Linked DNA regions of Mus musculus: region 2 is linked to region 1. Evidence: chromatin contacts called from public promoter capture Hi-C data. All regions are on one chromosome and are shown on one strand. The core of a region is the stretch at or near the end of the contact, and the rest is flanking DNA. Distances in the headings are between cores, read along the strand shown.

Region 1 (3,115 bases), core at 432-2,931:
TACAGAAAACAAGCCTGAAGCTACAGGGCTGTGTGTGTGTGTGTGTGTGTGTGTGTGAGCTAGCACCCTTTAGTCTAATCCTCTACCTAGTTGGAGAGAGAGCCCTATGCCCCTTGTTCCTGGTCCTTCGCACATCTCCAGAAGCCCCTCAGAAGCCAGGCGAGCCTGTGAGAACTGACCTGGTACTCTTCTTCAGTAAGACCCTCAGCCAGGGCATGTTGGCGCAGCTGGTCAGGGTCCTGGGCACGGAAGAGGCGGCTAAGCAGGGCATAGATGTAGGGGGCTTCAGGGGATGTCTGGAGCAGCACTGCCAGGCCCCCATACCAAGCAGCTCTAGACAGGTGATGGGCATAGAGGCGCTCTGTGGGTGACAGCAGGCGGAATGCCTCCCTGCAGTCCAGGCTAGACACACCAATGTCATTGGGCAGGATGTACTGGGTATCTGCCATGAGCCCTGCAAGAACACATCACAGTCATCTCAGAGAGCGCAGCATCTTCGCGGCTGCTCTGAAAGCTCATGAGCTAACTAACTTCTTCCATCCAGAAGTCCAGGAGGGAGTAATCCAGTCGCATCCATTCACCTGAAATGCTGGGATTCAAAGACTCAAATACTTGCGGGCCAGCTTTGGCCTGTGGCCTCTCAGACTTAAAATCTGAATCCAATCACTTCATATTACAGATGAGGACACTAAGGCCCAGGATGCCAAGTGTACGAAGGAAGAACCGGCAGAACACAGCCTCATTACTAGACTCCCAGCCCCAGCCACTCCCTGCCTCATCTCCACCTTCTCAGATGTCCTAGTCTCTGTTCAGAATTTCCCAACACCTCTAGCTCATCACAACTGCTGACAAAGGCTTCATGCTGGATATCCACCCCACCGTCCCAACCCCGCTCCACCAAAAGGTCTAAAACCCAGGGCAGCCGCTTCACCTCCCTGCACTGCTCTTTGCTCCTCTGCAACACTGACTGTGAGTATGACACCAAGCTCAACAGCTGGGTATGAAATCCAGGACAGGGATGTGACCCAGTTGGTAGAGTTTGTCTAACCAACAACCAGGCCCAGGGTCAGATTCCAAGGTCAGTCTGGGGTACATAAAACCTTGTCAAAAAATAAATCAAAAACAGCAATGATATTTTGTCCCAGCTTTTCCCTCCTAGCATCTGCCCCAGTCTCATGTCTTTCTTCAGCCCTTCACTATCCTGTTTTCTTCTGTTGCTCTGTTGGGAAGCCATATAAGGGCACAACCCATTTTCCAGATAGGAACCATATGACATTTGGAAAGCAAGCAACTTATCCAAAGCTTTTCAGCTCAGTTGGGACCCAAGGAATTCCGAACCCACCACATTCTCCACGCTCCGCCCCTGGCTAAGGACACGTTTCCACCCTCTGTACTCCTTATTTGCGCGGCTCCGCCCCATCTACCCCTTCGCTCGGAAAGAGGTGTTAACTCTTTACTGCCTGGAAATTCTCCTTGCCCAAAAGCTGGGAGAGATTTGGAAGAGGCACTGAAGGGTGGACAGAAAGGGGATGATCTTGCATGCACAGCCAGGCCTCGCTCTGATCTCCTGAAGATGACACACCGTGACCCCAAAACCAAGGCGCTGTACCTCACCTGCTGCAGCTGCTCCGTTCGCAAACTCACTTCCTGCTTCCGGCTCCCCGCCCCATTCATTGGGACACAAGCCCCGCCCCTACCGACCCGTAGTCGCCCCAGGGATCAGACGGACAGCAGCTACAGCCAGTAGAAGAACCGAAGACAGTTCCTCCCCTCATCTTCTCCCCGCCCCCAAGCGCTACGGGTGGTGCCTGCCTTGCAAGGACCGCGAGGCCTTGGCCTTTTGTCTGCTGGCCCTCACTGCACAGAGGCGTGGCGTAGGGCGATGTTTGGTGAAAAAGTTTGAGTTTCTCAGTACCCCGCGTGGCTGCTGTCGGGTACCGACAGAGGGGACTGACAAGGTCCCCAAACGTGAGAGTTCCTATACATCGGGAGCCTCCACACATGTAGCTGGGAGCCTGCTCTCTTTGGGGTTTCACCTCCAGTGTCCCTACCCTGGATTTGGCAGTTAGGAACCTCCACTTAGAGAAGACTATAATAATGTGGACCCCCTCCTCCCTGGATTTAGGATTTGGAGATGCTATTTGGAGACTACGAAGCTCTTACAAAGAGTGTATGTAGGCTGTGCGAATAGTAGTCCCATCCACCAGTAGTCCCAGGGGTGCAGAAAAATGCTACAGGTGCTCCACTGGGTCGCCATGGAAGCCATCCTTAAAACATTGGGAACCCCAGTTTCCTCAACGCACTTGAAGTCGAGGCCAGCTAGTAGCTGGCACTTTCTTAGTGTGACCACTTGCCAGCTAGAATAGAAAAGCGGTCTCCAGTGACATTGACTGGAGGGCAGCCCAGGATGCAGACAAGCATGTTGTTTACTCTTGGTAGTCAGGGAGGAGTCTTTCTGGGTGACCCATGGCTCTTGCAAGTACTTGCTGACCAGATGTGGTAAGCACTGCAAAGAGCTGGGGCCTGACTTAGGCTGTCTAGGGTTCAATCAGATGTCTGTCTCCTACCAGCTGTGTGACTTTAGATAGCTCACTTCTCTTACTCTGGAACACTGTCAGCTTTACTTCAGGACTAAGTCTACCCAAGGGATGGGCAGCCATCAAGAGGTAGTGCTGTCCCCTAGAGTTGTGTAGGAGGTAGTGTTTCGGGACTGAAATCCAACACACCTTCCTTACCTTGCCTATTTAGAGGGGCCAGAGCAACCATGTGCTTAAGGCCAGCCTTGTCACCACAGCGCTAGTAGCTCTTGGTTCTGATTGGTGAGTGTCATTATAAGGGGGAATTCTGTAAAAATGTGTCCCGAGGAAAGTCCTCTTCTTTCCTTTTGCCTGTTCTCATTGTTTCTAGACGAGGTATAAAGTTGTCTGACTGAGACCCAGTTGAAATGTAAGTGTAACCAGATAGGAAAATAAGGGCTATCCATAGCCACCAAGGGCAAATTCAGGCAAGTGAAGGATCCCAGGGCCCAAGACCCCCAACCAAGCTGCATGGTGTCGTGTTATAACCGCAGTCAACAGGAGTGCATGTTAAATGAAGTCCTTTACCAGCGGCTTGC
Region 2 (3,076 bases), core at 337-2,836, 2.3 Mb after region 1:
TAAACCTGAAGTTCACTGTTTTGGCTAGACAAGCTGAACAGTGGAATCCAGGGAGCTCCCTGCCCCTCTCCCCCTACCAGCACTAGGGCTAAAGACTAGCCGGTTACTGGGTAGTCAATGTCAAATCTTCATGCTGGTGAAGCGAATACTTCTTAAATAAACCATTCTCACGTGTCCTTGCTTTCTATACAGTTTCTTCTCTTTTTTTGTTTTTGTTGTTTGTTGTCTACACAGAGACAGGGTTTCTCTGTGTAGCCCTGGCTGTCCTGGAACTCACTCAGTAGACCAGGCTGGCCTTGAACTCAGAGATCCACAGCTTCTATAGCATAAGTGCTGGATTATAGGCGTGTGCCACACTGCCCTGCTGGGGTTTTGTATCTTTTAAAGATGTGTTTTATCTATATTTGTATGATGCATGTGTGTGAGCACAGGTATGTGTTTGCATGCTTACCCAAGGTCAGGACGGGATGTCAGATGCGTTGGAGCTGGAGTTACAAGCTTGTTATATGGGTGCTGGAACCTGAACCAGTCTTCATGAGGCTATGCACCAAACGCCATCTTTCCAGCCCCCAGACTCTTGTTTTTGAGACAGAGTCTCAGTATGTTGCCCAAGCTGGCCTGAATTCCCGAGCTCTGTTTTCATGCCTCAACCTCCCACTAAATGGGCGTAAGAGAGGGCATGGCTTGGTTGTCACTGTTTCTTCAGTGGCAGTGCTTTGGTTCTACCCCTAATTCAATGCCCAGATATCTGGATTCATGACCCATTGTCACTTAAAACAGAAGAGCTCCAAAAAAGGGAGGGATGGGGGGGCCTAGGCTGCGGTGTAGTATTAAGAAAGTGCTTGCCTAACACAAAGTCCCGGGCTTGATCCCCAGCACCACATAAACCACAAGTGATGGCACAGGCCTGTTATCCCAGCACTAAAGAGATTATCGCTTCAAAGTCAAATGTGGTCAGCCTGGGCTACAAGAGACCCTGCCTCATGTTTTTAAACTAATGTTTTAAAAGTAAAAATTGTCCTAGTATCTAAATGCTCCTACATCTCTGGGAATGTAGACCTGGTGAACTCTGCAGCCCTCCTTAATAATAAAATGTAGCAGTAACAACCATGACGTCGCTGCCAGTTACCAGGCATGCCCTCCCCTGCGGTGGGGGGGGGGGGGGAATGGAAGGAGAGACGGGTTTAGAGAGGCCGAACAGAGTAAACAAACTAGCGGGCTGACCTGACATCCAGGAACTTGGGAAAAATACCTAGGGCTTAGGAGCAGCCGAGCGACTGTCTCATCCATGCCTTGAGGACAGGCCTAAGCCAATGTCGCAGGCTACCACAGTTCGCCCACCTCCCCGCTCCCGGTCCGTCCCGCTCACCAGGACCCCGAGCTGCTCCCGCGCCGGCTTCGAGTGGACCTGAGCCCGCGGCACCATGAGCCGCCGGGCCGAGCCGGTCAGGCTCCTCAGCAGCAGTGGCGTCAGGACAGACATGACGGCGCGGAACGACCACGGACGAGGACCAGTCCAAGGTCAGGGAGTCAAGATGGCCGAACCAGCCGGAAGTTCCGGCGCTGAAGTTGCCGGACGCCCGAGCCGGAAGTATTTCGGAAATGACGTCGGGACAAGCCCCCTCGCCCGCCTGGGCTGTTTTTGGCGCGCTCCTCGAAACAACCAACCGACATCATCCTACACAGATGGGAGGAGAAATGAGACACCTTTGCTCCCACCTCCACTTTCTTCGAGAGTGACACGCATAGCCACCCAATCACACAAGCTACAAGTCTATTGACTCCTTGGCTCCTCCCTCCATTCATTTAACTAGGATCCTCTCTCTGCCAGCACTGTACTAGTGACTCCAGCTCGCCACCAGTAAGCCTCTAGTTTTAAAAACATAGTTTTACTTTATGAGTGTTTTGTCAGCATGTTCATCTGTGTATGCAGAACGCAGAGAGGCCAAAAGAGGGTGTTGGATCCTCTGGAACTGGAGTTCAGGCAATAGTGAGTAATCTTGTGGATGCTGGGAACTGAACTGAACTGGACCTCTGCAAGAGCAGCGAGTGCTTCTAAGCGCTGAGCTCTCTCTCCAGCCCCGAGACTCCTGTCATTTACTGTTATCCTCTCAGAAACCCGTTTCCACATAACTGGTAACTGTTCTCAACTTCTGCTTTCCTCCTTTTGTGTGTGTTAGGACAGTTTTGTTTTGTTTTGTTTTGTTCTCTGTTTTTCGAGACAGGGTTTCTCTCTGTAGCCCTGGCTGTCCTGGAACTCACTCTGTAGACTAGGCTGTCCTTGAACTCAGAAATCCGCCTGCCTCTGCCTCCCGAGTGCTGGGATTAAAGGCATGCGCCACCACGCCCGGCCAGTTTTGGTTTTTTAAGGTCTCCAGTAGCCCAGGCTGTCCTAAAACCGTGTAGATGAGAATGACCTTGAACTTTTCTGCTTCTATTCCTATGTTCCATGCCTTGTTGCCTCTCTTCTTTCTCTTCTTTATCCCCTGTCTCCCTTCTGCCTTTATTCTTTCTGTTCCTTTCTCCTCTCTCCTTCCTTCTTGTTTTACTAGACAAATACCTGATCAAGTGGTTCCCCATTGCTTTCTTTAAAAAAATATTTATGTATGTGATTACACTGTGTCTATACAGATGGTTGTGAGTCTTCATGTCACTGTTGGGATCTGAATTTTTAAGACCTCTGCTTGCTCCGGTCAGCTCTGCTCGCTCCTGTAAACTCAGTCCCTGCTTGCTCTGGCACAAAGATTTATTTATTATTAATACATAAGTACACTGTAGCTGACTTCAGATGCACCAGAAGAGGGCCTCCAATGGGATTTGAACTCAGGACCTTCGGAAGAGCAGTAAGTGCTCTTATCCACTGAGCCATCTTGCCAGCCCTCCCCATTGCTTTCTAGACAAGGCCCGGATCTTGGATATTGCCCTTCTGTCTGACTTCTCAATATCGCTTGTTTTTTGTCCTTGCTCCTAGGTCTCTTCTCCACCCTTCCAGATTTTGGACTTTTTACTCTTTACATTCTACCTAGAACACCTTTTCTTTCTTTTTTAAAAAGATTTATTGGGGCTGGTGAGATGG

What was found. Promoter capture Hi-C pulls out the DNA fragments that hold promoters and counts their contacts.
Region 2: a contact with region 1 is called in a promoter capture Hi-C map of liver, with 3 times the contacts expected there. A contact is called at or near these places in 2 of 39 promoter capture datasets (liver and pre-B cells) and 1 of 9 other capture datasets (liver).

What each region holds. Positions count from the first base shown.
Region 1 is chr19:4,926,606-4,929,720 of GRCm38.p6, forward strand. It overlaps Dpp3 (dipeptidylpeptidase 3), which reads right to left and starts at 1,682. Exons shown (of 18, transcript NM_133803.2): 1 at 1,615-1,682; 2 at 180-454. The coding sequence starts at 449. It also overlaps a transcript of Peli3 not described here.
Region 2 is chr19:7,216,030-7,219,105 of GRCm38.p6, forward strand. It overlaps Cox8a (cytochrome c oxidase subunit 8A), which reads right to left and starts at 1,587. Exons shown (of 2, transcript NM_007750.2): 1 at 1,370-1,587. The coding sequence starts at 1,483.